Linked DNA regions of Mus musculus: all the other regions are linked to region 1. A link is a contact called in public promoter capture Hi-C and targeted proximity ligation data. All regions are on one chromosome and are shown on one strand. The core of a region is the stretch at or near the end of the contact, and the rest is flanking DNA. Distances in the headings are between cores, read along the strand shown.

Evidence for each region. Promoter capture Hi-C pulls out the DNA fragments that hold promoters and counts their contacts.
Region 2: a promoter capture Hi-C map of pre-B cells shows a contact between it and region 1. A contact is called at or near these places in 1 of 39 promoter capture datasets (pre-B cells), 1 of 484 Hi-C or Micro-C datasets (CD4 T cells) and 1 of 130 datasets of targeted methods (astrocytes).
Region 3: a promoter capture Hi-C map of pre-B cells shows a contact between it and region 1, with 4 times the contacts expected there. A contact is called at or near these places in 2 of 39 promoter capture datasets (hippocampal neurons and pre-B cells) and 1 of 130 datasets of targeted methods (astrocytes).
Region 4: a targeted proximity ligation map of astrocytes shows a contact between it and region 1, with 5 times the contacts expected there. A contact is called at or near these places in 5 of 39 promoter capture datasets (the 3T3-L1 cell line, the C10 cell line, embryonic stem cells and 2 more) and 2 of 130 datasets of targeted methods (astrocytes and large pre-B cells).
Region 5: a promoter capture Hi-C map of pre-B cells shows a contact between it and region 1. A contact is called at or near these places in 6 of 39 promoter capture datasets (the 3T3-L1 cell line, the C10 cell line, cranial neural crest and 3 more), 2 of 130 datasets of targeted methods (large pre-B cells and pro-B cells) and 1 of 9 other capture datasets (embryonic stem cells).
Region 6: a contact with region 1 is called in a promoter capture Hi-C map of embryonic stem cells, with 4 times the contacts expected there. A contact is called at or near these places in 5 of 39 promoter capture datasets (the 3T3-L1 cell line, embryonic stem cells, hippocampal neurons and 2 more), 1 of 484 Hi-C or Micro-C datasets (B cells), 5 of 130 datasets of targeted methods (the SCID.adh cell line, astrocytes, embryonic stem cells and 2 more) and 1 of 9 other capture datasets (adipose tissue).
Region 7: a contact with region 1 is called in a promoter capture Hi-C map of embryonic stem cells, with 4 times the contacts expected there. A contact is called at or near these places in 4 of 39 promoter capture datasets (the 3T3-L1 cell line, embryonic stem cells, hippocampal neurons and 1 more), 6 of 130 datasets of targeted methods (astrocytes, embryonic forebrain, embryonic stem cells and 3 more) and 1 of 9 other capture datasets (liver).

What each region holds. Positions count from the first base shown.
Region 1 is chr15:55,555,556-55,559,963 of GRCm38.p6, forward strand. Mtbp (Mdm2, transformed 3T3 cell double minute p53 binding protein) reads left to right here and starts at 1,853. Exons shown (of 22, transcript NM_134092.3): 1 at 1,853-2,182; 2 at 2,946-3,026. The coding sequence starts at 2,065. It overlaps Mrpl13 (mitochondrial ribosomal protein L13), which reads right to left and starts at 1,757. Exons shown (of 7, transcript NM_026759.3): 1 at 1,703-1,757. The coding sequence starts at 1,729.
Region 2 is chr15:58,413,298-58,417,705 of GRCm38.p6, forward strand. Fam91a1 (family with sequence similarity 91, member A1) reads left to right here and starts at 2,171. Exons shown (of 24, transcript NM_145959.3): 1 at 2,171-2,480. The coding sequence starts at 2,409.
Region 3 is chr15:58,212,824-58,217,231 of GRCm38.p6, forward strand. Fbxo32 (F-box protein 32) reads right to left here and starts at 2,069. Exons shown (of 9, transcript NM_026346.3): 1 at 1,673-2,069. The coding sequence starts at 1,788.
Region 4 is chr15:58,074,311-58,078,718 of GRCm38.p6, forward strand. Zhx1 (zinc fingers and homeoboxes 1) reads right to left here and starts at 2,198. Exons shown (of 4, transcript NM_009572.4): 1 at 1,847-2,198.
Region 5 is chr15:58,032,340-58,036,747 of GRCm38.p6, forward strand. 9130401M01Rik (RIKEN cDNA 9130401M01 gene) reads right to left here and starts at 1,955. Exons shown (of 6, transcript NM_029418.4): 1 at 1,745-1,955. The coding sequence starts at 1,861.
Region 6 is chr15:57,910,442-57,914,849 of GRCm38.p6, forward strand. It overlaps Tbc1d31 (TBC1 domain family, member 31), which reads left to right and starts at 1,758. Exons shown (of 21, transcript NM_001081396.2): 1 at 1,758-1,950. The coding sequence starts at 1,874.
Region 7 is chr15:57,890,541-57,894,948 of GRCm38.p6, forward strand. Derl1 (Der1-like domain family, member 1) reads right to left here and starts at 1,878. Exons shown (of 8, transcript NM_024207.4): 1 at 1,603-1,878. The coding sequence starts at 1,755.

The DNA.
Region 1 (4,408 bases), core at 603-3,102:
AGACTATCACTAGTTTGTGTGGGTGTGTAATTTGTTTCCATTACCAGTTCTGAGGTCTTTTCTTGTTATGGCATTAAGATAGTAAGGCATGTTACACAGAAAGCTGAGTGGCCAACTGCCAACTGAAGATTATTCAAGAACTCAGTTCTAGGAGAGCTAAACACAACTATGCAATCAGAGCAGTATAGCTTAGATTCAGTATGTCTATGTGTGTGTGAGAACTGAGAAACCAGGCAAGCACTCTACCACTGAGACCCATCACTAACCCCTTTCATGCTTTTGAGACAAGAGTCTCACCAAGTTACTCAGCTTAGCCTCGAGTTCACCCTGTACCCGCCAAAGGCTTGAAATTACAACTATCCCCACTTCATTCTCTAGAATAGCTGGTATTACAGGCCTGTCTTCCAAGACATCTTTAGGTCATCTGATAAAATCACTGTCTTCAATGCCTCCAAACTAAGGAAATTATCTCTATTCCAGAAAGATCTTGTCCAGGTACTTTCATATGCATATACACAAGGATTATATGCTAGAAAAATACACTTATAAGCTTGTGGTTTCATATTAGTTATCCTAAATTTTAAACTAGCCTATGCATACGCAAAAGACAAGTTTACCACATTCCATGTGAACTAATACTTTAAAAAAGCTTGATAAATAATAGAAATACTGCCACATGTCAACTTGCTGTCAAAGTTTTAAATATTCACATCTGTTATTTACCTGATTATAGACAGGTAACAACTACATTTAAAGGAAATGTACTTCAAGTAGTGTTAGGCTAGGAGTTGTCTTGGATTAACATATCAGAAACTAATTCTTTCTCTTCTATCTAGAATCTGCTTCAGTTTCAGTATTCCCTATGAGTCAGCCTTCCGGTTGCCCAAACCAGAATTCTTAAAAGTTATTCTTGTTTCTCTTTACACCCACATTCAAATCTTTAATATATATTGTGGACTTCTTAGAACTCCAATGTTTCAGCCTGACTTGTAAAATGAGTATTTTGTGTGGTACACTAAAATAGAATTCTAACTGAATTCTCCCTTTAGCCCTTCAAAGATCTCCCATCTGTGAACAGTTTATCTTCCACCTGGCGGCTTGAGTGCTTGCTTGATCCTTCTGATGCCTAAGACTTCTAGGTCAAAACTCTACAACAGGTCTTCATTCTTTATAAACAGTCTTAAGCAGCGCAGGCTTGACTTCAAGCTCACTAAGTATCGGAGAAGGCTGGCCTTGAACTTCGGATCTTTCTCCCTCCACCTCCCAAGTGCTAGGATAACATGCGTGCACCATAATTCCAGGTTTATGCGGTGTTGGGGATGGAACCCAGGCATGCTACGCTACATCAGCTACAGCTCCACACCTTCCCTTCCCCCTCCCCTACTGTACTAAACAAAAATAAACATCTTTTAGTGGTTTTTACTGCCCCACGTCATTCAACCTATTATTTCACTTTAGCTCTCTTTCCGCAAGGAACAAAAGACACGAAAGGGGCAGACTGAGGAGAGAAAGGAGCCAAAACAAAGATATCAAGTGGTAGGCAGACTCACAACCCTCTGGTAAGTGACTCCTAAAGCATTTCTTGGGTACGGGTGTCAGCTTCCCTGAAAGCTCAGCTTCTGCACTAAATCCCTGTGAACACTGCTCTTCATTTTCGCCAGCGTACTGAGCACACTATCCTGCCCGAAACGCGCAAACTCACCTGGGGCGCCCTAGAGAAGCTGGACATGCTCTCCGACCCGCGGCGTCCTTTACTTTGCACCCGCCCCGCCGGGGAACCAGCACCACGGGTCCGGCGGGAAACACAGACACCCGAGCATGAAGGTTCCTACTGCCGTCGCGTGCGCTCATCTGCTTCCCCGCCACACTCGGGTCCCCGCCGGTAGCGGTTTCGTTATGAGAGGAGCAGAGAGTGTGGCTCCTGAGAGAATAATTTCCCACAATAATTGGCGGGAAAACCGACGTAGGACATTATTTTGCAGCCAACCTGAGCGGCAGGAAACCGGAAGTGCACGTTGCGCGCGGCTCTTTTGAGACCTAACACTGAGTCCGGGCGCGAAGAGGATGGATCGGTACTTGCTGCTGGTCACCTGGAGGGAAGGGAAGTTTCGATCCGTGGCGGGTGGGGAGATCGAGCCTGGCACTGAGGCGACATCCCTGGAGAGCACCGACAAACAGCCCGGTAAGCTCTGGGCGGAGAAGAGGCGGGAACGACCGGCGGCGGGGAAGCGAAGGATTTGAGTTTCTGATGAAATCCCGGAGGGAGGCGCATAGGTCGAATGGTCCCGGGAACGTGCAACTAACTCTCTGAAGTAGTTTCTATAAGAACTGAGCAGTAGTATGTCAATGGAAAAGATATAAAGTTGTGGGTATTAGATGCCAGTGTCCCAAGTGCTTGGTGAACTGAATATTTGCCTGGTTGAATCTTCTGGTGGCATAGTCATCGAATTTTTGCTTTTAGGGAAGGTATGCTTGCAGAAAGAAGTGTCCCTTGGCGTTCCTACCACCTTGAAGAAAGCACAGAAAGAAATGATAGGTTCTGCAGATCTGAGTTTTACATTCTATGAAGGAAACATTCCACACTAAAAAAAGAGAAATGACCAGCTTTAAAAGATTTTAGCTGCATTGCTTTTTTGGCGTACTTGACTAATCTCAATATTACGTTTTCCTTGTTTTGATTAAGCAGACATTTTTAGGAAGAAATGTATATAGTTCGTATATACTTCTTTTGGAAGGAAGTTTTGATTTCTTGTTACTGATTAGCATATACAAATGAGGAGACTTGGCTGTTTTCTCTGCGGTGTCAGCACTTGAATAGACTTGGTCAACATGTATTCTGTCTACAACTTACTGGCCTTCAGATCCTCTGATAGTGAAATGGAAACAGGCCCTAGATTATGTTAACTCTTGAGTTAGATGACTGAGTCAGGTCTTTATTTTTATAGATTTGACCGCAACCAATATTTATCACCTCTTGAAGAGAAGCATCAGCGATTCAATCCATCCAGATGACAGTACATTCCCTGGTAAGTACAGAAGTGTAATGGTAATGAAATTCCTCTCCTATCCACCACCACCCCCCACCCCCAAAGTCTGACACAGCATTTTTTTGGAAATCAGTCAGTTTGATAACCTAGGAGTACAAGAAAGACTTGTTGACTTGAGAGGCACAGGGCTATGGGGGTATCTTAAAGAAAACCTCAACTACATTACTATTCCTTCCTGATATTTGAATGTTGTAAGTTTTTATAAAAGTTATTCTGGGTTCCCATTGTGAGAGTTTTGCTTCCATATAACCCTTGCTCTCCTGGAACTCTTTATCTGTAGACCGGCCTGGCCTTGAACTCACAGAGATCTGCCTGCTTCTGTCTTCCCAAGTGCTGGGATTAAAGGCATGTGCCACCACTGCCCTGCTTGTGGAAGGGTTCTTGTCTTGAGTAAAGACAACCCGTTACAGCTCCCACTCTGCCTTCTTTACCACATGTGGGTGTTGTTTTCCTGTCTATTTTACTGATTCTCTTAAAGCAAAAACAGCTTTGAGTCATCTGCTTTGACTTTCTGAAGTTCTCACTACTTTTTTTTTTGGGGGGGGGGCAAGAAATCTTCCCTACTTTTAGTTCTATTGGTACTTTACAAATATATCTATTTGTAAATGTATTTGATAATTTTCTTCTCTTTTACTTCTCCATCTGATAATATCCTTTAAGGCCCAGAAAATATGAATATGGAGACAGATCAGATCCTACAAGCTGAAGGAAGTGTCTATAGTTGGCAGGAAAAAATAGCCTCCTTTTGAGAGCTGCAGCTCTCATGATTCTGTTATAATCGGCTCCCTTCCTTATTGGAGAACCTCTAGTCTCGGGGGCAGCTCTCACCACTAAGGATTGATTTCCAGTATGTAGGCACTGTACTAGCCTGTTGTCCACGTTCTAATGGTACTCTTATTAATTTCTGAAGTTGGTAAAGTTTAGCGAATTCTTTAAAACATTCTAGACTGGGTTCTCATGAAAGTATTCACTCTGCTTGGAAGGACAGGGTTTCTTATAAGACACCCCTTTTGTACAGTAATGCAGAACTCTGCAAGTGATGTGTACTGAAGGCATGCAAGACCATCCCAGTTCAATAATCAATTAGACAGTAGAATTGTTCCATGACCTGTAACATTCCTATCAAAGCTAATTAAAAACTCTTGTTGGTTTTTAATGGCTCAGTGGGTGGGGTTGCTTGCTCTCAAGGCTGATGACCTGAGTTCATTCCCCAGGACCTATACTGAAGGAGAAGTGCAGCGCCTGCAAGTCATCTATCTGATCTCCACACAGAGTGTGACACATAGGTGTCTACACACACACACACACACACACACACACACACACACAATGCAACTAAAAAGAATTTAAAACACTGATTG
Region 2 (4,408 bases), core at 921-3,420, 2.9 Mb after region 1:
AACCAGCTGGGTAATTTTCTCTAATCTGACCCAGTATAGTTGGCAGAGAAGGCGGCACATGGCATTTGCATGTCTGAAGCTATTGTTTACTCAGAAGGTGTCTTTGGGTGGGGCCCTGCCACAACCTTGTAGTTTCTGATTTCTCTAGAATGTGAAAGGCAGAGACCTGAGTCAGGAATGTAAAAGAATGGGATTTATTGTTTTCCAAAATGTCTCAAGGAGGTCACCAGCGCTGCCCAGGGAATCCATTTGGTAGTTGTTTTCTCCTTTCTGATGCCCAGGGAACTATCTTGTTCCTGGAGTTTCCACCCAGCAGGCCCTGCACCTTGTGGGTTAGTTGAGGGATGACCAGAATCGCTTTGCTTCCTGGCCATCTTGAGGGAAATGGAGACAGGTCAGTCCTTCCACAAGCATCTTGTATTTTTATAAATCAATCTGATACAGGTTCCCACTCTGAAGGAATTGCTATCTGTCTTCTTCCTGTCCACATAGCTTTGATCTAATGTTATCTCCTCCTTTAAAAATCTGCTCTTGGGGGCTACATACTGAGAGCCTTTATAATTCACCATGGTGGGATTTTTCTCAAAGGTCTGTACTTTACTGATTTGGCAGGCATCTATTCACCATTACTAGCTTCTGTTGAGTTCAAATTAGATTTATTATTGAAAATACAAAAAGGATGAATAGATTCATGCCCGGTTAACTGCTTTCAGCAGTTGAAATAAAGATTTGTAGGGATTTAAAAATGAAGATATCTTTAATTTTGTTACTTACATTATACTAGATAAAACGATTCTGAAGAATACTGTTTGTTCACATGCGAATTATGAAAAATGTAGGGGGTATTTATTTCACTAACTCTAAATGAACTTTCCTAAACTAAAGCAGGAGACAGAATATTTCTATGAAGGGTGTTCCTGAGGAATTCACAGGATGGTTCCAATAAACAGCCTTGGGCTGGGCCTGGACAGTTGGCCCAGCAGCTAAAATCACTTGCTTTTGTTTAGCAAAAAAAAATCTGAAATCCAACTTCTGGGCACCTGATATCTGATGCTCTCTTCTGGCCTCTGAAGGTACAAGGCACACTGGTGGTGCACACACACACACACACACACACACACACACACACACATGCAGGCAAAACACTCATACATAAAATAATACATTGTGAAAACCAGTGGGCTCTGCCATTCTGAGGGCTCTTGTAGCCCTGCCAACCTCACTTTCTTCTTCTGATAGGCCTAGTCGCTGTGGCAATGTTTCACTGACTGTTGAGGCAAGGGAATGATACATAGTAGACAGATCATACTTTTGAATACTGTTGCATTACTGGAGTTCAGAACATTTTAGCTACGTTGAGGAGGATCTCAGCAGGATAGGAAGTTACTGCGATCAGATAACCAGACCAATACACCTATGTAAGAGCAGTGTGTACCATAATAGTTTCAAATAATTAGATATAATGGCATGCCTCAGACTGGCCAGTTGTTGAGGTATGGATTAAGCGTCTTTAATGTTTTCAGTTCTTATCAGTAGTGTATAACAAAACATGACTTAAAAACATTGCTTTAAAATGAAAAAATAGACAAAGAACCACTGAAGTCTTGCAGTTAAATGAGTTTGCTTAGGAAATAAAATATACTCTGGAAGAAACCGTTCCCAAAGACCTCAGGAGAGCTGTAGGGATAACCATCCCAGTTCTGCGTTTAAAAAGGCGATCGAAGCAAGTTAACATTTCTGCACCTCAAATCCCTACATTTTAAGAATTTGGATCTTGGAAGGAGTCCAACGTTCTCCATCCCCAGGATACAGCGAATGCTTGGAAGGGATGACGCCGCTAGCGACTCTAGGCCAATGGGTGGGGGGGGCCCAGGCATACTCGGTGTTCTCTTGTTCGGCAGGGTGGCGAGAGTGGTTCTTTCATTAGAAGCGCTTTTGCTCAGACAACCGACAGAGCCATTGGAGACACACATTCGGGAAACTGAGTCACACAAACCCAGAGGTGCAGACCAGGGAGCCTCTGTCACCCCAATGCGCAGGCGCGGCTGGCTGGGCTCGGAGGGTCTCTGAGTCCCGCCTTCCTCGCACCGTTCAACCACGTGCGGGGGGTGGGGTGGGGGCGGAGCTCCACGCTCGGACCTAGGCCAGTGAGCGGAAGTGACGTCGGCACAGAGCCATTTCCGGCAGGCCGAAACTAGGAAGAAACTTGGAGCTGCCGAGGCGCGGGTCGTAGTTGGCGCTCCCGTCCGTGCCCCGTGGCCGGCGCCGCGCGGACCTGTGGGGGCCTGGCCATGGGGCGGCGCCGTGCTCGTGCGGCCTAGACGTGCGGGCTCCGCTGACAGGCCGGGCGCTCGCGGGCGGCAGGCGGCGTGGCAGCCGCGGCCGCCGCGGGCCTGGGCTCCGGCATCATGAACATCGACGTTGAGTTCCACATCCGGCACAATTATCCTTGGAGCAAGTTGCCAACGAACGTGAAGCAGGTATGGCTCCGCCCTGCTTCTCTGTCGCCTGACCTGCGGGCCGTCGGGGGGCTCGGGGAAACTGGGCGTGCGCTGTCTCCCAAGAAGGCTGGACGGGTGTCCCCCCGGACTCGCCTGGTACCTCGGCCTGCAATCTTTATTTTAATAAAGTCCCCGGGCCCCCAAACTTGAGAGTGGTGGGAGAAGGGAGTGCAAAGCGACAGATCACACGTACCTCCTCTGGAGCGTTTCTGGGGGTTAGGTTGCCTGCTTGGAGTTGCATGTGTAACTGAAAGCATTTAAAGTTGGCCCTGGAAGACCACTAAAAGTTACTAAGATGAGGAACGAAGGCCCTCCACCCCCGGGAAGAGGGAAGAGTACGTCTCCGGAGCTGTGAACAATCACCAGAGTTCGGAGACGTGTTCCGATCCACTTGGAAATGTTGGCTGGATGCGTGAGGGTGATAGCTGCCGAGGCTGACAGAGCAGTCAGGCCTGATTTGGAAGGGTACGTGTGTGGTTTGTGTTGTCGGACTTCGTCCTTTACACAGCCTGAGTTTATAAAGGATCAACGGGAGCATGACCCGAGGGGTTTTGTTTTTGTTTTTTAATCGAATGCTTACAATGAATGGTAGTTTTACTCAGTCGTGTTTACTGAGCATGCAGATAGTTTAAGGATCCTGCCTCCACGGAGAGTCTTTTCTGTCAGAGACAGAGTAAATGGACTGGTGAAAGAAAAGAACGGATAGGTGGTTTGAACTTTTACGAAGGCCTTGATGTGTGTGCTTACATGTATAGTATGTTTACTACATGCAATGCAGGGGTTCGCTGCCCACCGTTTCTAAGTTCCTCTGATTTCTGGTTTCTCTTGGTGGTGGGCAGCAGGTATACTTTTGGAATTATGGAATGGTGGTGGTAATGTTTTTATGATTCTTGTGATTTACTTTGAGTCCTAGTTCTAGAGAACGAGTTAAGGGTCTGGTGGACATCACGTGACAAAATACTTCTAAGACACCAGAACCCTAGGTGTGTTTCAGGGGCAAAGGTCTATAGGTTGTCAAAGATGTCAAGTTTCTGAAACTTGAAAAAAGGAACAAGTCTAAATCTTTGGGAATAAGTTCCTCTTAAATTTGAATGAGTTTAGCAGATAGTTTTTGTTCTTTAGATACATATGTTCTGAGACATATTTGAAGACAACTAGAGTAAATAGTTCATTTCCTTTTTAAATAGCTTATACCCAACTTAAATAATTGATTCTATTAGGATTGGCAAAAGCCTTCCCAAACTTAATTGTTATTAATACAATCATAGGACAGTGCTAAAACTTAAGTTCAAATATAAACTGATTAGTTTCTGCGTGTGAAACCACTGAAAGGCCCAGTTCTGAGTCAGGCTAAGTGTGGCCTTTGTTTCTGCAGACCTTCTCCAGCCTTCCCCTGGTGTCCTGAAGTTAAGGTCTACTTTAGATGACATCACCCTTCTGTCTGCTTTCTTATCTTCAGCACAGGACCTTCTCATTCTCTCCACACTACTCAGTAGTGTGGACTGAGGCAAGCCCAGTTTTCTACTGTCTGTCACTGTCTATAAACCCCCAAGTTCTAGCCCTCAGCTGTGTTGTCCCTGTGCTGTCGCCCCTCACACACATCACAGCTGTCACCCCACCAAGCTGCCTTTTCTGCTTAGATTCTGAGTTAGGTTTTGTGCCCTAAGCATCTGTGTACGTTGTTGGTTTTAGTAGCTGTTTGTCAGAAGTAATGAGGCATTGGCTTGAGATGACTCCTAAAATGCTATAAAAATCACAGCTATATTAAGAATAGGGATTTCCTTATGGTAAAGAAAGGATGTTTTCGGGATTTTTCTGTAATTTCCTAATATTAGGCATTCATTGTTTGACACGTGTAGGAATAATATGTCTTTTGATATTGAAAATACTAAGTATGTTGATATGAC
Region 3 (4,408 bases), core at 819-3,318, 2.7 Mb after region 1:
TATTTCTGTCTCATGGAGCAAGGATGGAGTGAGCATCCAGATGAGATGGGGTCTCTCCAGTTTAGTTCCCAGCCTGCTGAAACACAGCGGGCTGTTATCCTATTTTACTAGGGGAAGTCAAGATAATGCAGTGGGCTGGACCCCTGCTGCGTCATCCTGGAAAGAAGCTAAGCTTTTTATACAGAAACAAAGAGCTGGGATGTTAGATTCAGGCTCCGAAGATGGATGGTTCCAAGGAGGAGAACGCTTCTGGTGCACCCCCTTCTCACTTAGTTGAGGAAAAAGTATTAGGTATAACCGTTAACTTCATTCGCTGGGAAACAGTCAGGTGACAATGGTTGGTAATTTATCTGATTTTCTGTGAGTAAGAGTTCTTTAGAGTGTTCTAAACTCCCCTGGGACTTGCAAAAAAAAAAAAAGGACCTAACACAAGGCTAATATATTTGATTCTCCTGGAAGGCCCTAAGTTCAGGGAACTGTTTCACCTCATTAGGAGACAAAGGGAATTCAAGCATTACAAATCACAAACAAATGGGAGGCCCTGGAGGTCCCACTGGTTTCTTGATAATTAATTACCAAACCTTTATTCAAGCAACCATTGGCAAATCTCACTCAGCGTCACCTGGCACACTCACAAAAGTCTCTGTTGAAGTCAGCTTAGGGATGCAGGTTGTGTGTGTGTGTGTGTGTGTGTGTGTGTGTGTGTTAATCAAAGGACAGTGGGAGGAGAGAGCACCGAAAGGTGACTTCAACTGCACCAGCGCCTCCAAACAAACTTCTGTCGGTTCCTCAGGTGTCTCAGGGAGTCAGCTGTCCAGGCTGGGGATTGATTCTTGACCTGATACTCTATGAGTGGGCACTTGTTCTGACCTCAGATTTCACTAGACAGCGGAGCTCAGGTGAAACTTCAAGTCTGGGTGGTCTTTCTGCAGCGGGCAGGCACCACTAAGGATGGGAGTGTGCTCACGGTATAAAGACCGAAAGGGCCACGGAGGAAACAGGTGCAAGTGTCTGGTCCTTCCTGAAGCAGAGCACTGTTCTTGCATTTCTTCCCTGCCTCCCTCCGCAGCCCCTAAGCGTTACCACAACGACCCACTCCGCAAGCTGTCCCGGGGCCCATCGGCTGCCCCTCCCAGTCACTTTTTTTTTTTCTCGGCCCACTCAGCCGTCGACTGCGCGTGGGAAGAGCCTTCAAGCACTCATGGCAGGGCCCGTCATCCGGCTTGTGACTACTACCGCTCTTGTACTCTTGGGGTCCTGTCATAGGACAGTGAAAGGCAAACAGCCAAGTCGCTAGCACCCACTTAAAACAGTGACTGCAATTGCGGGATCTAAAGGAAGAGTCCATGAGTTGTGCGCCTGTGTTCAAGTGTTTAGGGACATAATCCCCTATTGCCAGATTGAGGGATCCTGGGTTCTGTATGGGATCTTTTCTGCTGGGAGACACTGTCCTTGATCAGGAGGAGACACTAAATTACCCATCTCTCGGGTTCTGGCGACCTTTACCGAAATCCCGGCACCTCACTCCTGTCCCTTCAGTCGGAAGCCCCCTCTTTATTCTGGCCCAGACCTGCTTGCCCTCCTTCACCTGCCCCTGAGGTGTGCACTTCCCCCTCGTCCCCGACCAGCTAAAATCAGTTTTGTGGGGCTGGAAGTCGGCGAATGTCCTCACCTGCTGAGGTCGCTCACGAAGCTGCCGCTTTTCTCATCCAAGAAGCGCTTCCAGCCGTCCGCCGTCTTCACCCAGCTCTGGCCCGGGGACCGCCAGTCCTGCCCAAGGAACGGCATGGTACAGAGCGCGGACGCGACCGACGGACGGGACGGATTGACAGCCAGGAACCGGCCTGGCTTGCCCAGGGTATGCGGCGCGTTGGGAAGATGCTGGGGAACGACGCAGGCGGCGACCGGGACAAGAGTGGGTCAACTAGTGTGGAGGGCTGCGGATCCTGGGTGGGCGCGGGGATCCTTGCACTCACAGGGGCGCAGGCGTTGGGGAAGGTCGCCTCCTGACTCTGGGAATGCTGAGCGGCTGCCCGAGCGCAGTATTTATCCCGGGCCGCTGCCCCGTCTCTTTGTTGCCGGAAGAGCCGCCTGCTCTTAGCCCGCCCCCCCCCCCCCGCGCCCCGAGGCCACGTGGCTTTGTTTATAGGCTCGCCTTGTTTTCCGAGGCGCCCGCGGCTCTCGCTCTGCTCGCAGTTGCACAACCTTGCGTCCGTGGAAACTTGAAGCCGCATGGCCAGGCCAGATGTCCCGCTGACCCTCGGTGCCCTGGCACCTCTGCACCTCCCCTACTCCCCCATCAGGCGTAGCTGTCGCCACCAAGATCCTGGTCTTGCACTCGGCACTAGGTCCCCTCTACGGGTCCCGGACAAGCAGGGTGTAGCAAGGAAGCCTAGAGAGTTGGGAACTGTCAGTCCCAGAGGGTCTGGAAGCTGCGGGACCGATCTTTGCAGGCAGATCAGCCTTGGGGGAGGCCAGAACGTCTGGGGACGGGTAGGGGTGCATTCTTTGAACCTCTCTTACTGCCAGTACCGACTCCAGGCGCCAGGGTGTGCTAAGTGAAAGAGGGGACCCAGTGCGGTAGGGGCGGGGAGGGACTACCCCCACTCCTTCCGCCTTAAAGCTGTCATTTGATGCGTTTGCTGTCAAGCTCGACTACCCCAGTGGCAAAGGAAGGGGAAAGAAGAGGCCCCCGCAGCGTCCGGACCCCATGGCGTTGAAGTGAAGAGCTGAGACAGTCTTGGGTCCCACTCTGAGGGACTCTGGGCAAGCAGCGCTGGCGTCGAGGCGCCTGGCTCAGAACAAAGCCTCCAGGGTCGTGGAGTCAGGAAGGAGTCTCAGGCTACACTCGCTGCTCCAGTGCCCCAGGGTTGGGCTTTTTTGGCTGTGGAACCACAGGAACCCTTCTTTCTCTTCCTTTACGCAGAGTTCAATTCCTGGTGTTCTCTGATTTCTAGCTATAAAGTCCTCCTGGGTTTCACGGCCGCTTCAGAAAGGGAAGAGAGTCTGTTAAGAGCTTATCTCTCCTAACACGAGGGGGTGGCCAGTCTGTTTTTCAGGTGAAAGGCTGTGGGGTCCTCAGAGAGGGTTAAGTCCGTGATTACCTAGGGTCTTATGCTACTTCTCAACTCAGAGCGATCCTCCCTGTTATGCAGAACATAACTCCCTTTTAGTCTAGAGACATCTCAGCCCAGTGCCTTACCACCAGGCACAGAATTGGCCATTCATAACCATCCCATCTTCCTCCATCCTCTGAGAGAGTGTGCATTTGTGTGCCCGCGGTGGGCAGAGGTCAATGTCAGGTGTCTTCCTTGCTCACGTTTGTCCCTATTTATCTTTGGGTCAGACTCACTGAGCCTGGAGCTCTCTATTGTCTGTACTGGCAGGCCGATGAACCTCTGATTCTTTGGATTTTGTCTCCCAGCACCAGGATAAAGATATAGGTGCTTTAATGGGTTGGTTTGTTTGTTTGTTTGCATGGGTGCTGGGGGTCTGAGCTCAGGTCCTCAAGACTGTTCATCAAGCACTGTGTCCATGGAGACACTGTTAATCGTGATTTGCACGGGGAGGGGGTGGGCAATTCTACCACGTTGAGGCAAATTTGAAGCAAGCTTTAATTAAATACTGACCAGGATAAATTTTGGTCAGGACCACTCTCTGGAATTCCCAGCGTGGCGGCCCCTAGACATGTTTTACAGAGGCTTTGAAGGCCATTGTATTTTCCCAGGTGGCTTTGATATTTTCCAAGGACTACAACTCCCAGCATTCTAAGGAATTACCTAGTCCTTGTTCTTTGGCCGGTGGGGCTTGCAGGTTAATTTTTGGGTCTTATGATATCTCTCTACCAAATCAACTCACCAGTCTCTCCATAGGCAATTCTTGTGTGAATAAGTGACTACTGCTTTAGGGTGACTTCTGGCCTCCCATCATTACTAGTCAGACCTGGGAAGTCACATTCATCTGGACCTACGGTGGCACTGGGCAGAAGCAGAGAAATAAAAGCATGCTAGAGAATTAGCTTCCAGTTCTTTTCTTCCACAGCCCTGCCTCTGTAGCCAGTGGCAGTGTCTCTTCTACTGTGCCTTGAGGCTGGATAGGCCGAGGAACCGAGTGTGTCTTGTGGGTTCTGTGTTGCAAGGGGGAAGGAGATGTTTTTAATAAAGTCTGTCTTCAAGTAGCCAGGATTTTCTGAGTTTGGTTTCCCACCATAAATAATTTATTAGTGCAGCAATAATAAAAATGGCTTGTAAAAGGCCCGCAGAAGATCCCAAACAAATGTTAAAACACCAACCAGGCTAAGAGATGAGGCAATGCTGGGGCTGAGCTTTTTGGGGGGAGAGCTGATATCGGCAAGAGAATACAATTAAGGGATGCAGTTATTAAAGATGTAGGGGGCTCCTTCCAGGGA
Region 4 (4,408 bases), core at 948-3,447, 2.5 Mb after region 1:
TGAAAGTTGTCGTCTGACCTCCACATGCAGGCAGTGGGATGTGCACATAACTGCACTCAAACACAAATAAACAAAAATGTAAAAAATTAGTATCTAAGATTGAGATGGTGGTACACACTTGTAATCCCAGCACTGACAAGGAAGAGGCAGGAGGACTGCCATGGCATCAAGGCCAGACTAGGCTATGTTTTGAAACTTCAATTCAAAACAAAATCTAAGATTATGCATTTTACTTTGCCTAAAATTAGTCTGTATACTTTTAAAATGCTTGGAGGATGGAGAGAGAAACTAAGATAAAAAATATTCATGAATGTCCTTTTCCTTATATGCCCTGTTACCCAACTACTGTCCCTGGCAGCACTCAGCCTTTCTTTCCTTCGCTTAAAATCTGGAATCAGAATTGCTTCTTTAGAAATAATCTATGTGCCAGTAGCCTTGTTTGAACAAACTTCTATTAATCCCCACTGCCAGTTTGAAATAATGACTTTTTCAAGGCATTTTAAAAAGAAACAGGTAATTACTACTGCATACAAATTAAAGTGTTAGGACAAAGACTTCTGAAATACAATGACCAGCACCACAAATAGAAAGGTGTACTTGTGTACCCCACAATACACAGTCTTTTCCTGGGGAAGGAGTGGTCCTTCCGGATTTTCATTTGCCATAATATTAATCTCCGAGAGAATTGCTTCTTCGAATTGCATGGAATCCCACCCTAAAAATGTCACAACTTCTCAATCGGCCTTTCTCATAATTTCCTCCTAAATTTTATCTCTTCTTGGTTTGTTTTGGTCTTGTCTTTTAGAGAAGGGTTAGTGACAGAAAAGTACTGTGAGCATTCCTACTTTATCTATGCTTCTTCTCTACATTCAGTTTTCCAATTGCTTTGCCCAGAGTAAGCTAAGGATAGCAAACAGAATCTTATTCTTCCGTTTGGTTCGTTTCTTACTGGTACCTTTGGAGTACCGAAACAAAGAATTCTAAGTCCCTCTCTTGGAACTTCGGTGTAAATACACAAGAAATGAGTCAGGGCTCGGCTTTCCTGCCATCAGACCCCAGTCCTTTTTATTCCCTCCTAGCCAATTCCCTTTAAGCCCCAAGGCTTGGAGTTTCCTCTGGTCCATCGCTCTCCCAAGTCTGCACTCCCGCTCCACTACCTAAGCAGAGACAAGTGTGTTTCCACCCTCTTTAATGAACTTCTCCCCTAAAAGCCTGCTCTTCCTCAAAATATACTTCGCACTATACTTCTTGGGGATGCAACTCCTGAGTCTTCTCTGCTGAGGTTTCCCGTTGCTCCGACCCCAAAGCCAGTGCGCTACAGTCCAGCCGGAGATCCTTGGCTGACTCTTCAGAGGGGGGCTGCGCCGTGTCCCCACGAGGTGGCCTCACGCCTCCGGAGGCCCAACGCTGGAGATCTTCCCCAGGACCCGCACGGTAGTTAGGGTCCGCTGTCCCAGAGACGTCCTTCCCCCCAGGGAGACCGGCTCCCCATCCCCTCTGCGCCCCCAAGTTACTCAGTGCTCTCCCAACCAAGGCGCTGGGGCTTTCCCTCCAAACCCTCCACCCAGAGCTCCGTCCTCGCTCTGACAACCCCCGAGAGAATCCGGGAGCTGCGACTCCGTCCGCCCCGCCGCGGGGCAGGCCCAGTTCCCCCCGGGTCCGATCTTGCGTGCCCCAGCACCGTGGGCTGGGTCCCGAAGAGGGGGGGGGTGTCTGTGTCCCGCTGCTGCCCCGTCCCGTGTCGCGCCAGCGCCCGCGCCTCTCGGCTTCCCTACCCGCCGCGAGTTCCTGCTCGGGTTCCACCCGCAACCGCGAGGCCCAGTCCCCAGCCCGCTCGCGCAGCTACCTGCAGGGGCCGCCTCGCCTCAGCGCCTCGCCGCCGCCATCTTGCATTTCAGAGCGACTGCACTTTTCAGGGAGTCAACTCTGACCCGTGAACCCTAACCCCGGAACCACTCGGAGGGCCCTCGCGCGAGGGGGCCCCCCACGGAGCTCTGCAGCCCGGCAGAAGCGCCGAGAGGCCAGGCCAGGGTGCGAGAGAGACTCCGCTCCCTGAACCCACAAGGGCCGCGAGGAGGAGCCAGCCGAGGCGGGGACGAGCCGGGCACCCCACTCGAGGACTCCGCCGCTCCTCTGGGATGCGACCCAGGCCGCTCCTCTAGAACCGGGCGCTGCGGGAGGTGTGCGCCGCCCCGCCCTCTGTCAGGGAGAGTCACGCCCCCTGTCAGGAGGGGGCCACGCCTCTGTCACTAGAAGCCACGCCCCGTCGCGAGAAGCTCCTCCTCCAGGGCCTGCGAGGCTCCGCCCCGTTCAAGCGATTGCTCGGCCAGCGGTCGTCAGAAGTCGGACCCCGCCTCCCGCGACCTCGGTCGCTTTCTTCCCTTGAAACTGCCTAGGTCCTCCGAAACCAACCCCATCTCTCCCGGAGCCGGCGTCCTAAGGCCCCGCCCCTCCCTAAGCCACGCCCACTGTCACTCTCGGCTCCTCCTTGGCAGCGCCCTCTGGATGCCAGCCGCGCCCCCACCCGCTGTCAACAGTCCCGCGCTCCTGTCAGCCGCTGCTCCGCCTCTTCCTAGCCCGAGTCCAGCAGGAGCCCCGTAGTTCCAGCTTTGGACGGGAAAAGTTAAGTGTGGCCCCACTTGGAGCCTCCCGCCTCTGCTTCCTGCTGCCGTCCCTCTTTCCCCGGAGAGCCACTGACTGAAGCCGAGCTCTCCGCAGTGGGCACCAGCCCCGCAGCGCGGCCAGCCGAGGACCTCAGCGTCTTCCCCACCTCTGCCCTTCAGCCCTCTCGTCATTGTTCCATTGAATATAACAAACGAGGGCGAAAGGAAACCACTCCGAGTGTTCGCTCCTGTACTCGCCGCTCCGGACGGACGTAAGAGAACTCTTTGGCGCCTGGATGTTTAGTCCCCACCCCCATTCCAGTCATGGACCCTTTTGTGTTTTGATAGCAGAGCTCCACCAAGCCACACCAGCCCGAAAATTTGCACTCTGCATTTACATGAAGGGAAGACCTGGCTGCTGATATCAACGTGCACAATATTTAGTTGCATCCTAAAATTCTAAAACTTGTGTATGCTGAGGCTTAATGGTCTCACCAGCAGAGGAACCCAACCCTGTCCCACTCTCGGCCCATTCTTAAAACAAAAATTAATAGCGCTCAAGCCCCTTGAAACTAAATTCAGAATGCAAACTACTTATACAAAGAATTTAAGAAATCAGTGTAGTTTTTAATAGAAAGTGGTTTAATGGAAAGTATTTATAATACAGTACTAACATCAGTAAAATAAAACAATGCATTCTCCACAATGTATTTAATACACAATGTGTTTAAATACACAATGTATTTATGTATCCCTCATAAGAAAAATACAAGACAAAAAGTTACACACACACACACCAGTTTATGCTCACCCCAAAGACAGTTCCAGGTCCACTGAGAATCCCAGTTTAGGATTTAACTCTGAACAAAGAAAATATTTTAAATTCAGATATTCAACCTTTTGTTCATGCATTCAACCATTTGCTTTTTGAGGACCACATGTGCCGGACACTAAAGGAGATGTAAAACTGAGTAAGGCCATCCTGTTGTCCGTTGGTATCTAAAAGGGATTGTTCTGGAACCCTCCATGATACCCAAATAGAGTGTTGTTCAAGTCCCTTAAATAAACTGGTATGGAATTTGCATATAATCTGTGCACATGCCCCGATGGAATTTACCTCATCTCTATTAGGATGATGTAGACACCAGGCAAAGAGCTGCTGTACTGTAACTGTTTAACATACCGAGACAAGAAAAAAAGTTGACTCGTTCAGCAGAGATGCATGATTTTTTTTTTCCTGAACATTTTGATCCACAGTTGGTTGAATCATAGATGTGGAAGCCATGGATCCGGAAGGCTCTGTTCTGTCTTCCAGGATCTTACAGACTAGATGCTAGGCAAAAACACATGCTCATAGAATACATCAAAGTGAAAATTGAGGAGAATCTGAAGTGGCTGAGGCATATGGACTTCGCTTTCTAGCTCTCTCTCTCTCTCTCTCTCTCTGTTTCCCTTTTCTTATTCCTCCTTTTTAGCACTAGTTTATAGTCTTATCCCTCTCTCTCTAAAGCAGCCAGCCTGTTTCACTCCCCAAAGCCTCCCAATTTAAGGTCACTCCCACAGGGCATTTCTGTCCAGGAAAACAATTTCAATAGCACAGTGCTGGGAACAGTATCCCTGGCTGAAGTGCTGCCAATTATCTGGCATCCTTGCACAAAGCAAGACTGTTACCAGCACTTGAGAGAGAGAGAGAGAGAGAGAGAGAGAGAGAGAGAGAGAGAGAGAGAGAACGTTGCAGACTTAAGCAATATGCATATATGTTTCCCATAGCAGATTGTGCCAGCCCACATAAATCTGTTTAGAGA
Region 5 (4,408 bases), core at 705-3,204, 2.5 Mb after region 1:
GTGTGCATCCCCATGTGGTGTGCGGGCCAGAGATCAACATTAGTTGTCTCAATCAGTCTCAATCTTGTTACCTCAAGACAGGGTCTCTCACTGGACCAGTCAGCTAGATCGGCTGCCAGCAAGCCCCAAGGTACTCCTGTCTCCGCCTTCCTGTGCTGGTTGGCACGCCCAGTTTATGTGAGTGCTAGGAATCATGAATCCTCATGCTAGACGCCAAACACGTCACTCACTGAGCCACCAATGACAATCTTCATGATGGCCCAGATTTTAAAAAAAATATTTTTAATACATGTTATACGTATGTGGGCCCATCCACGCTACTGAGCACATACGGAAGTCAGAGCATAACTGCTGGTTGGTTCTCTCCTTCTACTCTTCCAGCTCTGGTGATAGAACACAGTTCATCAAACTCGGCTGCAGGTGACTTTACCTGCTGAGCCATCTCTCTGACAGCCCAATTTTTATTAAAATGATAAGACGGCCTGTGAGATGCCTCGGCGGGTAAAGGCACTTGTCACTAGGTCGGACAACCTGATTTGATCTATGGGCCCCATGTGGTGGAAGGAAAGAATCAACAACTGCAGTTTGTCCCCTGACCGCCACACAGTGCCATGGCTCTCTCACCCACACACAAATAAATGAACGTGGTTTTAAAAAATAAAAGTTGTAATGATCACATGTCTATACATGTCAATGACAGATTTAAAAAATAAATAAAAGCACACGGTTTCAACCACAGTGAAGTTATTGGAAATGACATCACCAAGTGCAGTCCAGTGACTCTTAAAGTGCTATCTGCTTTCTTTTAGAGCAATTGAGAGTGAATAGGGACTGACAAAATTGTGCACAAGACGTAGGAAACTGTGATTATGGCGATGGTCCTATTATAAAAATGCTACAAAGGCACACAGAGCACAGGAAATTTTAACTGGAGTCAGGTTTCTGTGCATCCCAGACAAAGATTTGGAGGATCTGAGGACACATCTGTAAGACGACCTCTTCTGATGTAAACCCACTGGACATAAGGTGAGATCCAGATGTAACTACCAAGAAAGAATTAAAAAAAAAGGATGAAAAGCATTCTGCATGCCCAATTTTCCAGCCCCAAAGAAGCATCTCCTATTCTCTTTTACAATAAAACCTGCTGAGGCTGAAGAAAGTCTCTAAATTCTGTTGACTCAGTACAGTTAACATTGTAATAGCTTGGTTGTATTCTGAGAAATACACTTCACTGAGTATCAAGGCTCATCATAAGCGTGCTAAATTAGTGCCTCTCCTTCTACTGGGCCATCACAGTAAGAAAAACTTTGTTCTATTCTTTAAACACTGGGTCACTCGAGACGAGGTATTTGAGCCACCGTTAGGTTCGGCACTCTGCAACCATTTAGTCACATAGCTAGCCATCCCAACTCAACAATAACATATCCAAGTCTCAATACATTACTAGGAAATGATGAAACATAATTAGCTTGGAACTATTTTATTCTTCTAGGCAGCCAGCAGGCCTGCAAGGATGCTACGGCGGAGCACCTGGGCGGGGCTGGAGGCAGGAAGGGGGCGTGTGATGCTAGCCCGGGCCCGCCTGCAGGACACGTGGGTTGAGGGTGGGGGACGGAGACAGACAACCCGAGGGTACAAGAGTGAAGTCGCCGTGCTTGGTTGCAGGGCGGGTGGACAGTGACGGTGGTGGGCCTCGCCGCAGGCCGGCTCCAGAGCGGAGCGGCAAGAGGGGCAGCCGTCTCACCTGCGGCTCGCAGAGCTTGGCGCGGTAGGGGGAGGGCGGCTCGGGCCGGCGCTCCGGCCTCTGCTCGAACACCGAGTCCTCAAATTCGCCGCCCAGCACCCAGCATCCGGTCTCCATCGCGCGGAAGTGCAACTGGACCTCGAAACGAGGCGACACCTAGAGCGACGCCCATCACCCAGCCTCCAAAGCGCGCGACAGCAGCCGCGCCAAGGCTGCCGAGGCAAGGTAGAGTGTAGAGCGGCACCGGCGCGCCGCCCACACGGAAGCGGTGGGTTGTCGGCCGGAGCGTTGCATTCTGGGAGTGGTAGTCTTTCAGCGGCTGGGGATTTCCGTGGTGGAGCAGAAATTCTTGCCTGACTCCAGGGCCTCCTAAACCACCCAACAAAGGTTTTGACCTCTTTGTGTCTAGAGCTGGATAGAGTGAGTTCCTCCTGAGTACCTCGAATAGTCGTGGTCTCTGGAGAGCCAGTTAACTTGGTAAGTATCAGCTTTAAACCACTGACAGTATTCTCCCCATTTTATTTTGCATTTTATTTCTAAAATTTCTTTCCCAATAACTGTGAGAAGAGCCCGGTTATTCTTATCTTGTAAAAGGAGATACTGGGCTTGAAGAAGTCAGGTAACTTGTTCAAAAGCCCAGGGTCTCTGAAGAAGAGACCAGAACTCTTCACGCATTTACTAAAAAAACTAGACATCACAATTTAAAGACTTGGATCAAGGCTAGCAGAATTTTGAGACTTTCAAGAAACGTTTTGACTCTAGAATGTAAAGGTCGTGGACAAAACACTGGCTTGTGTTATAGAGCACTAATGTGGAGCTAGTAATAAAGCTTTTCTATTTGCCCTCACACTTGCTCCTCTTCCACCAGTTGCTTCCAGGGTTTTTCCTTCAGCCCTATTTTCTACTCTACAGACTCGTACAGGGCAACCCAAACCACCTCCCCGGATTTCAAAATTCATCTGCCCTTGGCTCACCAAATGTGGAACTCAGTGCATATTCAATAGCCTCATTGGAAGAGTCCACGCAGGGAGCCTCCAGGCAGTAGCTACTGTGGGATCCATCCAGAGAAGTTCTTTTTTAATACCTGGGGTTTTTGTTTTGTTTTCTCATCAGAAATGCAATACTTCTTATTAAGAAAAATTCAGATATTATAGAGAATTATAAGAAAAGTTCCTAATATCACCAGGAAAAAAATAATGTCCTAAAAAGGGCTATACTTGCCCTAATCCCAGTATGCCCTGTCTATGCCCAGAACTGTGTCAGCACAGTACTGAAGGACTGCAAGAGCCACGTGTGTGTGGCTCTGTTGCCTTGGCTCGCTAGCTGTGTGACCCAGTCTATAAAATGGGTATTGATTAAAATAAGGCACACAAAGCTTTAGAGGTGAAAGGGGTGTCATGGGTGTATTCAAGATCTCTGCTCCAGGAGCGGAGGAAGAGCAGAGCAAAGGCGGGCAAGGAGGAGTTCTTCCAGCTTTTTCTTTATGAAAGATATTTGATCTCAGAATGTCTTCCCTCCTGCTCAGGCCTGCTAGCTCTAGCCTCCTGCCCAACAACTGAACCAGAGCGTGTGCTAAAATGGCAGCAGTTGTTTAAGGGCTGCACGTGGGGAAGTGATAGCTCTTTGCCCTTTGCACTCAAGATTCCTGGGCTCAGTAGTTTCCAACCTTTTGCTAAAAGAACCTCCTTGCTTACTCTACTCCCACAGTCATGGCAGATTTGTCTACAAAAAGAAAGCTATGTCTATTGACTAGTAATTGTTTACCTTTCATTTGAAAATGTGAACCCAAATTTTTTTTTAAGATTTATTTATTTATTTATTATATGTAAGTACACTGTAGCTGTCCTCAGACACCCCAGAAGAGAGAGTCAGATCTCGTTATGGATGGTTGTGAGCCACCATGTGGTTGCTGGGATTTGAACTCCTGGCCTTCAGAAGAGCAGTCGGGTGCTCTTACCCACCGAGCCATCTCTCCAGCCCCCCCAAATCTTATATAACAGCCAAGGCAGGCTTCTCCCAGCTTGAGTCTACCAGCATTGCCTCCTATGATAGAATCCCAGTTGAGAGTGAGAATGTAGCCATTAGGGCCCTGGGAAACCTTATGGATACTGTAATGGCTACTCCTGGTTGTCAGCTTGACTGTATCTGGAATGAACTACAATCCAGAATTGGTAGGCTCACCTGTGATTCTAATCTGGAATCTGGGAGATACAAGTTTCTGACCTGGATCTTGGCAGGGAGATCTTGAAGCATAGTGGCTATGAATCCCAGAAGTGGTGGCACACACCTTTAATCTGGGCTACACCTTCTGCTGGAGACATACATAAGGACAATGGAAGAAGGAAGATTCACTCTCTTCTTCACCTGCTTGCCTTGTGGGACTGAGCAACTGCTAGATCCTTGGACTTCCATTCACAGCTGCTGCTGACCATTGTTGGGAGTTGGACTACTGTAAGTCATCAACAAATCCTTACTATATAGAGACTACCCATGAGTTCTGTGCCTCTAGAGACCACTGACTAATAGATTCCAAACTGTAGTTAGAATTAGGACTTTTAAAAATCCCCTACTACAGTTGAAGAGCCAGGGCTTGGAATCGGAGTTGCAAAACATGGCCTCACAGCCGGGCATGGTGGTGCACGCCTTTAATCCCAGCACTCGGGA
Region 6 (4,408 bases), core at 508-3,007, 2.4 Mb after region 1:
ACCACAAGGTGGCTCATAACCATCCGTAATGAGATCTGATGCCCTCTTCTGGTGTGTCTAAAAGACAGCTACAGTGTACTTACATATAATAATAAATAAATCTTTTTTTTTAAGTTGAGTTTCATCTAAGAATATCATTCTGGACTATTCTTGTGAACCCTAAATCCAACTGTAACTGTCCATAGTAAATGGCAAGTCAAGCTCTGAGACTTAGAGAGAACCTTGTGAGATACCGACTCAAATAGCCTTGCATGAGTGCCCCAAAGGGAACAGGAGACAGAAGCAGGTGTGGGTCAGAAGTGCGGCTGATCTATGTTAATGAGGGAGCAGTTGTAAGAAGCTTACTGAAGCTGACAAAGGGCAGAGGCTATGTTACAAGTGTCATTACAAATAAATAAATAAATAAACCAAGTACCATTACATGCCTCATTAACAACAAGAAGGAAAGACATACATACACATCGGATAAGTCTTTGGCAGAGCCTGACTATGTCTGGATACACACCTTAAGTCTCAGGAGTCATACACACATCAGATGACTACAGCTCAAAACCGATCAGGAGAGAAAGGTCCTTTCCTAGCAGTGTGGTGAACTCAAGTCGTGTTCCCTTAAAAATATTTACACTCTCTTTTGAAAACCTCATTTAATTTTTACTTTAAGATTTTTCATTTATTTTCATATATGAGAAAAGTAAAGAGATATTTGCAACAAACAAAAGGTGGCTATCCCAGACAAAGAAGAAAATCTTTGTTGCCAGACTCTGTTGACACGGAATGTTGAGAGAATACATTTCTGGTCTTTTCATTTGGTTTTTGGTTTTTCGAAACAGGGTTTCTTTGTGTAACTCTGGCAATCCTGGAACTAGTTCTGTAGACCAGGCTAGCCTGACCTCATAAGATCTGCCTGCTTCTGCCTCCCAAGTACTGGGATTGAAGACGTGTGCCACTACTACCTGGCATTATTTCTGTTTTATACGCCAAACGTGGACCGATTTCATTAGAAATCGACTTGCAACTTCATACATCACTGAAGTGGAGTTAAAAGTATTATCTAAATTGCTTCTCTGTGAATTAAGTGCGTTGGCCTGTTAAGCACGCGGGACAGCCACACGTAGTAAGCACTAAAGAAACACTGAGTGAATTTTGCTAAGTGAAAAAGATTTCCGATGCCAGTGCAGCTGGTTCTTGACGTTTTTTTACTTTTCTAGATTATGAGGAGTGGGTTGCAAACCATAATGTGGGAGCATCTTGTAAATTTACGCAATTAAAGCGTGATGAGTATGGCAAAAAATAAACAAAAACAAACCAAACAAAGCGGAATTCATTTAGGTCTGTGGAGTTCTGCCGTGCCTGTAAGTTCTAGGAAAGGAACTCCTCCATTTCTCAACGAACTTGTCTTTTGCATCTTTGTTATTTCTATAAATCTCTTATTCTAAACGCAATAGAGAACGAAATGCAGGAGGCAGCAAGCTCTCAGGAGAAAAACACTTTTGGTGTCTGTTTGAGCCTATAGGTGTCAGAGAATTGAAGTCCCAGACTTGGTTTTCAGAAAACTACAACTCCCTGAAGCCTTTGGGTCGCAGAATTAGAAGCCTCAGAAAAGGGGTGGAGTCTAGAGAGAAGCCGTTGGTTGTTTCCATTGTCCAGAGTGGAGGGACCACAAGAGCGGAGGTGGGCGGATCCCCGTCCTGATTGGTTGTAACTAGAAGGGGCGTCCCCCGCGTGATTGGCACAGTCCTTGGGGGCGGAGACCCCGCGGCGGCCGCTCGAATTTCCCGGGTTGGGCGCGCGGGGACTGCTGGGTAGCTCTCGGGACGGTTACCCTCACCGGGTCAGCCGCGGATCGGAGTCGGGGTAGGGGTCGGGGTTCGACATGCAGAGCACTGACCTGGGCAACAAGGAGAGCGGCAAGATATGGCACCGCAAGCCATCGCCAGCCACTCACGACGGGTGAGGCCGCGGGCTGTGGAGACCGACGAGGGGGCGGGTCTGCGGGAGACTGAAGTGGGAAGCGTGGAGGAGGAATGCTGGCCCGGGGATTCTGACTCTGGCCGTGCGCTGCATCCCTGGGTTGGGACCTCAGGAGGAGCAAGTAGCTCCGGAAACCGTAGATTGCAGTTGTCCCAGAATCTGGTCCCTGGTCACGGTGAGAGGCAGGCAGGAGAAGGCTCTACGACTTGTGCAAAAGAATTTGCAGTTCAGCTGAGTGCCAGGACTCCACCTGCTTTGATTTATTAATGTCTATTCCAGTTGGGGGGAAAAAAAACTCCAGGAGGTGATGGGAGCAAAGAAAGCAATGCACATCTACCTTTCCAAAAGCCGATGCTCTCCATCCTTAAGTCATTCATTACATTGCACACCTGTAATGTTGAGAGCCTAGTGTGGGCCAAGCACGCTTTTCACTATGGAACAACGCTGGAACAAACTTAAGTTCTGCAGTGAGTGTTGCAGGGCCTGTCATTGGTGCGGGGACTTTTACCCGCCTGTGCTTCCTTTTATTCTGTTTGGAGTAGCGGGTTTAACACGCAGCCTCTTGTGTGACGTCAGTGGGAGTCTTTGCCCCCTCCCCCATTTGTTTTGGTTCCCATGGTGCCTGCCTAAGCGATCTTGGTGTTTCTGATTACCTACGTTTGCGTGGACTGCATAGTATCACTTGGGTTCATACCTCGAGGTTTGTTTCTCAAGAGACTTTTCTATTTATCTTTTAGTTGCTTCCCTAGAAATCAGACTAAGTGTTTTTGTAAGCTGAAAGCAGTTATAAGTGGATCAGCCACTTATTTGACTAGCCAGCCAGCCACTGTGGTTTCTGGTGGCTGTCCACCCTTTATCAGTGCTATTCACCCGTTGACCTATTGAATAAACAATCTTGTCAATAGTGGAGATTCTTCGGCGTTTTCCTTTCAGCTCGGAAAGCAGTTTTGAGCCAGGACAGCTAAGTTGAACCAGCCAGCAGAGCTCAGAAAGAACTAAAAAGGGTGAGCTTACTCAGCAGTAAGTCTCAGAGGTTGAGAACATTCTAGGTTTAGATTAGGTTGTCCGGAGGCTAGAAGCTTTGGGGACTAGGCCTAGGTTAAGAAACAAAAGGCAGTAAGCCTCCAGGATGACAGTTATATCAGGAGAATAAAAAACGTGTGTGTGTGTGTGTTGATGTGTGTATGTATGTATATATGTGTGTGTGTATGCATGTGTGTGTTGATGTGTGTATGTATGTGTGTGTGTGTGTGTGCATGTGCATGTGTATGTGTGTGTGCATGTGTATGTGTATGTATGTATGTATGTATGTATGTGTTGATGTGTGTATATGCAGGTATGCTTGTAAAGCCCAGAGATTAGCATCGGCATCTTCCTTAAGTGCTCTTCACCTTAGTTTTTGAGACATAGACTCTGACTGAACTTAGTGCTCATCTCTTTAGCTCCAGGGAACTGTCTATGTTTCCAACGCCCCGTCACTGGGGTTCCAGATGTGGGCCACGATGCAAAGATTAATTTTTGTCTTTCAACACCATGAAACTCCATAAAGATGAACAGCGTAAGATTTTTTTTCTATATCCCTGATCAATCTGTTTAAAAAGCTCTATGTTTAGACAAACAGGAAGAAAAATAATTTTTTCCACTGCTGAAGATTCAACCTAGGGCTTTGTATATCTTAGGCAAGTGCTTTACCAGTGAGCCCAAGAGGAAAATGTTTAACCCACTTATCAATGTAGCATGTAGCATCTTTCTGTAAGTTTTGAAAATGAGATCTTAATTTGGAATATCAGAACTCAACATATAAGGAACTAGGGAAATGGCTCAGAGCTTAAATGCATTGGCTGGTCTTACAGAAGATCCAAGCTTCATTTCCAGTATCCACTTGGTACCTCCCAACCTCCTATAATTCAAGTCTCAGGGGGAATCTAAGACCCTTTCCTAGCATCTGCAGGCACCAGGCCTGGCACAGTGCACAGACTGCTCAGTCAAAAGATAAATCATTTTTAAAAGATTCATACGCAAAAGATAAAATTTTCATGATTAAATACTATTCTTGAAATAAAGGAAGGAGGCTAGCCAGAGGGCTCAGAAGGTAAGGGAGCTTGCAGCCAAGCCTGATCTCTTGAGCTTAGTCCTTAGGTACCTTATGGTAGGAGAGCGCCAACTCCCGTAGGTTGTCCTATGACCTCCACATGTCATGCATGTGTGAGCGTGAATGCACACACATAAAGTCATTTTAAACAGGGTGGGATTGTGCTGGTCTTCAAGATCAGAATGACGATGCATGATTTCGTTTCCCCATCTTTTGTTTTTGAGATAGGATCTCACTGTGCAGCCGAAGCTGGATTTAAACTCAGTTTTCCTGCTTCCACTTCCTGAGTCCTGGGATTATAGGTGCGCATCACTGCACAATTCTGTAGAATCAAGAAACCGTTTG
Region 7 (4,408 bases), core at 628-3,127, 2.3 Mb after region 1:
AGCAGGTGGCATGTCGCAAGAAAAAGGGAAGGGAAGGGAACAGTGAAGGAGGAACACTCTGATGGACAGCAATCAGAGAAGGCCTACAAGGGAAAATGGCATTTGGGCAGAGACCTGAAAGACACACATGAAAGTGAATGAGCCATGACTACCTTTTTCAGGGAGAGAAATAACATGTGCAAAGGTCCTGGGGTCAACTTAGGTACTGCAACAGCAAGCCCTGGCACGGACTTTACCCATCCCAGTTCACAGATATGGGAGGAGTCTCAGGAGACTGACAGGACATGATTTCTGTTCTCACACGATTGCCCCGGCTGCTCAGCAAGAACAGAAAGAGCAAAGCCGGCATGCTAACAGCTTTCGATGGAGAAAGGCCTGGATTCCGAATAGACAGCTGAGGCAGAATCAGCTGTCTAAGCTGACAGATTCTGGGGTGGGGAAAAGAAGTCAAGAGGCCATACAAGATGTGCATCTCGATGGCAGAGCACTCAGCTAGCACGTGCTATGCTCTGGGTTTGAGTCCCAGCACTAAACAGGAAACCCAAAAAAAGAACTCAGGGATGTCTCTATGACTGCTAAACCCCCCTAGCAAACACAGTTGCTATTTGCAAAGATGAAAGGGAGATTTGATTATATGTCTACTGGTCACCAGGTGGTGATTTCCACCACTACAATAAAGATACTCACATATCCGACAGTCTCCCATTCATGTGTTTATGCCCCTTGTATGATAAAGATCTAAGTCCAAGGGATGGACTACAGAGGATCCTATAACGGACTCCAAGAGCATATCCCAACATCTGGGTGAGGAAAATGAGAAATCAGCAAAGGAGACGAGAAAATAACATCCAGTGGAAAGTAGAAAGAGAAGGCTAAGGAATGTGTGGAAATCCAGATCTAATATAATCTGAGCGTCCCCTGATTAAATTTTTATATCACAGAATCAATAAAAATAACCTCTAGGAAACTAACATTCTTTGGCTTAGAATGATAATCTTGACTAATATCCTTAATGCTTAAGAAAATTAGTATCTCCCGTTTCCTGAGTAGTTTATTCATTCACTGGTAACATTTAACGGCTATATGCCAGGTGATCGGATAGGGCCCGTAGGAAATACAGATAAATTAATTCTTATTAATATCTGCCTTTACACCACTGCTTTAGGGAGGAGAGAGAAACTGTAAACACGCTAACAACCCACGCAGAATTATGTCAAGTAGACACCACTGATTAAGATGGCATCGCCACCCACGACATAGATAGAAGGAGGGAGGAAGACATTCAGGTAGGTGGGCCCAATTTGCCAACAGAATGGCAACTTACCTCTCACTTCAGAGTGCGGAAGGCGGGAAGTACAATCTTGCCAGACAGGTATTGTGAGTCACGTCCTAGCAGGCCAGTCCGCGACTCTAAATTATCTAAGCCTTAACACTCGACCCCAGGACCTCCCGGGACCCAAAGGACCCCAGCCTTAAACCCCTGGAGGCGGACGCACTACAGATCCCACCAGCCCCAGCGCGCCCCGCAGCCCGGCGAACCCGTTCCGTAGCCGCGGGGACACCTGGGGGCTGTAGTCTCCACCGCCCTACGCCAGCTACTACCTGGAAGCGATAGAGGAAGGCTTCGGGCCAGAGGAAGAAGTAGGCCGGGCTGATGATGCCGAGCTTGCCGATCAAGGGGACAGCAACGGTGGCAGCAAACCAGTAGCGCGTGATGGCCGGGATGCTCCTGAACCAGTCCCCGATGTCCGACATGGTCGCCCGTCAGGTGACCGGCTGCGCAGCGCCGCGCGTCCTCCCGTGCCCACCCCGCGCTCCGCGGCCGGCTTGGCCAGGGAAAGTGGAGGCGCAGCCGCTGTGCAGGAGGCGGAGACCGACGGACGTGGCGCCACCGAATTCGGACAAGCTAGGCAGCGATCACAAGAGAAACTTCCCCTTCCGGTGGCCGCGGTCCACGTGACCAGAAGTGTCCCGGCGGCTTAAAGGGCCAGTGCCGTTTTTGCAGCTCAGTACCGGGACTCGACGTCCTGGGGTGGGGCCAAGCAGGAGAGGCGGGGCGACGACGGCAAGGCTAGTAGGAAACAGTGGTTACCCAGAGCAACGGCCAGTCTTGCAAACCAATGGGGAAGCTACATGCCCTAGTTCTCCCCGGAGTTGTAATCGGAGTAGTGCCTCTTGAAGAGTATTTATTTAAAGGGAAAGGAAGAGATAGCGCATATAGTTCCTCATTTAGTCACAGCTTCAGGCAAATTTTTAGACACTGGGGATGCAGCTGCGGCTGTGAGCACGGTAGCGGTACCTGAACTTTGCAGTCTCAGGGTAGACAGAAAAGCAAATGAGTTATGAAGAAGAATTTCAGAGGATACGGGAAAAGATTAGGATGATGGGGGGGCTAGAGTGGCAGCGGAGGACTGGGAAATCTTGAGACGCATTTGAGACCGCATTTATAATTGGACATGATCTGGTTCATTGGGGGGCTTTAAATTAGAAATGAAGATGGTTGTTTTAAACAAATGGTGGAAAGATACCGATTTCACTAGAACTTTTATTCAGTTGCTGGTTTTTGTTGTTGTTGTTTTGGTTTGGTTTTGTTTTTTTGAAAATATGGTTTAGGATCAGTAAAACTTTCCGTAAAGAACATAGGTGTAAACTGACCTGTAGTAAACTAAGTATCTGAACTTACTGCAATCAAAGAGATTGCTCACCAAAGAACCCTGGACCCATTTCTCTAAACAAAATCCAAAATCATCATTATTGGATGGTGGAGGGAGAGGAACTGTCGGCCAAACTGGAAGAGGCAGTGCGTTGTAAACACAGAGCTGAGGTGTAACATAATTACCATCAGGTCTGGACAATAAGAAAAGAAACAGACTCGGTGTTCTCAGATCGGGAAAAAAAAATTCCTCAAACTTAAAAAATGTGAAATTTGGGCTCTGGAAAAAAAAATTATTTAACGTTGTAAAGGAATTGAAAATCTTAGGTCCAAGTGGCCCACGTGACTCACATCCTCCAGGCAAAGACGAGGTCCATGTGCATTTCCACATACTTTCCAGTGCTCCATTATTTCAAACACTCTAGAAACACTGGCGTTTATACTGTGACAAACCACTTCTTAGCAGTACCTAATGTTGTGAAAGTCACTTCATCTCTCTTTGGGGTCCTTGCCTTTAGAAGGACCTGGTAACTGGACGGTAGAGATGGCTCACATGGGAATGCACCTCAAAATGAGACATCCACATAAAAGCCTAGGAAGGAGTCCAAGGTAGATGTGGGGGAACAGGCAACCCCACACTCAGAAAGCTTGAGAGCAAGAGTTTCAGGACATCCCAAACTGCATAGCAAGATTCTGTCAAAAAAGCAGAAGGAAAGAAGAAGAAGAAGAAGAAGAAGAAGAAGAAGAAGAAGAAGAAGAAGAGGAGGAGGAGGAGGAGGAGGAGGAGGAGGAGGAGGCTGGGGAGATGGCTCAGCAGTTAAGAGCACTTTCTGCGCTGCAGAGGACCTGGGTTCTCTTCCTAGCACCCACATGGTGGTTCACAGTCACCCATAACTCTGGTTCCAAGGGATCTGACCTTACCTCAGTTCTGTAGGCACCAGGTACATGCATACACCATGTGCATGCATGCATGCAGGCAAGACACTCATATACATAGAAATCATTTTTACACCTTTTTTGAGATGAGGCTTTTCTGTGTAGTCTTTACTATTCTGGAACTTGTTCTGTAGATCAGACTGGCCACAAACTCACAAAAGGTCTGCCTACCTCTGCCTCCCAAGGGCTGAGATTAAAGGCAGTGCGCCATCATACCTGGCTTGATTTAAAAATAAATAAATAAAAATAAAAGCCCATTTCCTATTATTTCTATTTAAAAAAAAAACCCTGAAATTAGAAAAAAATTGGAGAGATGCCAACAGTCAAAGTCACAAGGCTGGCTAGAGCTGAAGCTCCATATTGTAGGCTCCCTAATGCTGACAGGCGGGGCCTAGTGACTCAAGCTGAGAGCCTGTCCCAACCATCATCCAGGAGCACTGTCCCCAGGGGATGCCCGAGACAGGATCACATATTTCTTTAAGAAGTTCACAGCATATTGGCAATAGGTAATTAATCCTCAGCATATTGGCAATATGTAATTAATCCTCCTGTTGAATAACAGGCCAGTTAGCCCCACCTTGCAAATGGAGATGCCATGGCAACAATCAGGACATCACTACCTCTCCCAGCAGAACCAGTCCTGCCTTTTAGTCACAGCTATGGGAAGTTTCCAAACCTTGACACTCTGGACTAGGAGATAAAGGGGCTGCCTCGCAATGTACTAAGTATGTGTTTATTACTCTTGATGTCTTTGTATGTGTGCACATATACTAACATACCCGTGTATGTATATGTGTGTTATAAAGTCAGTCTGTTAAA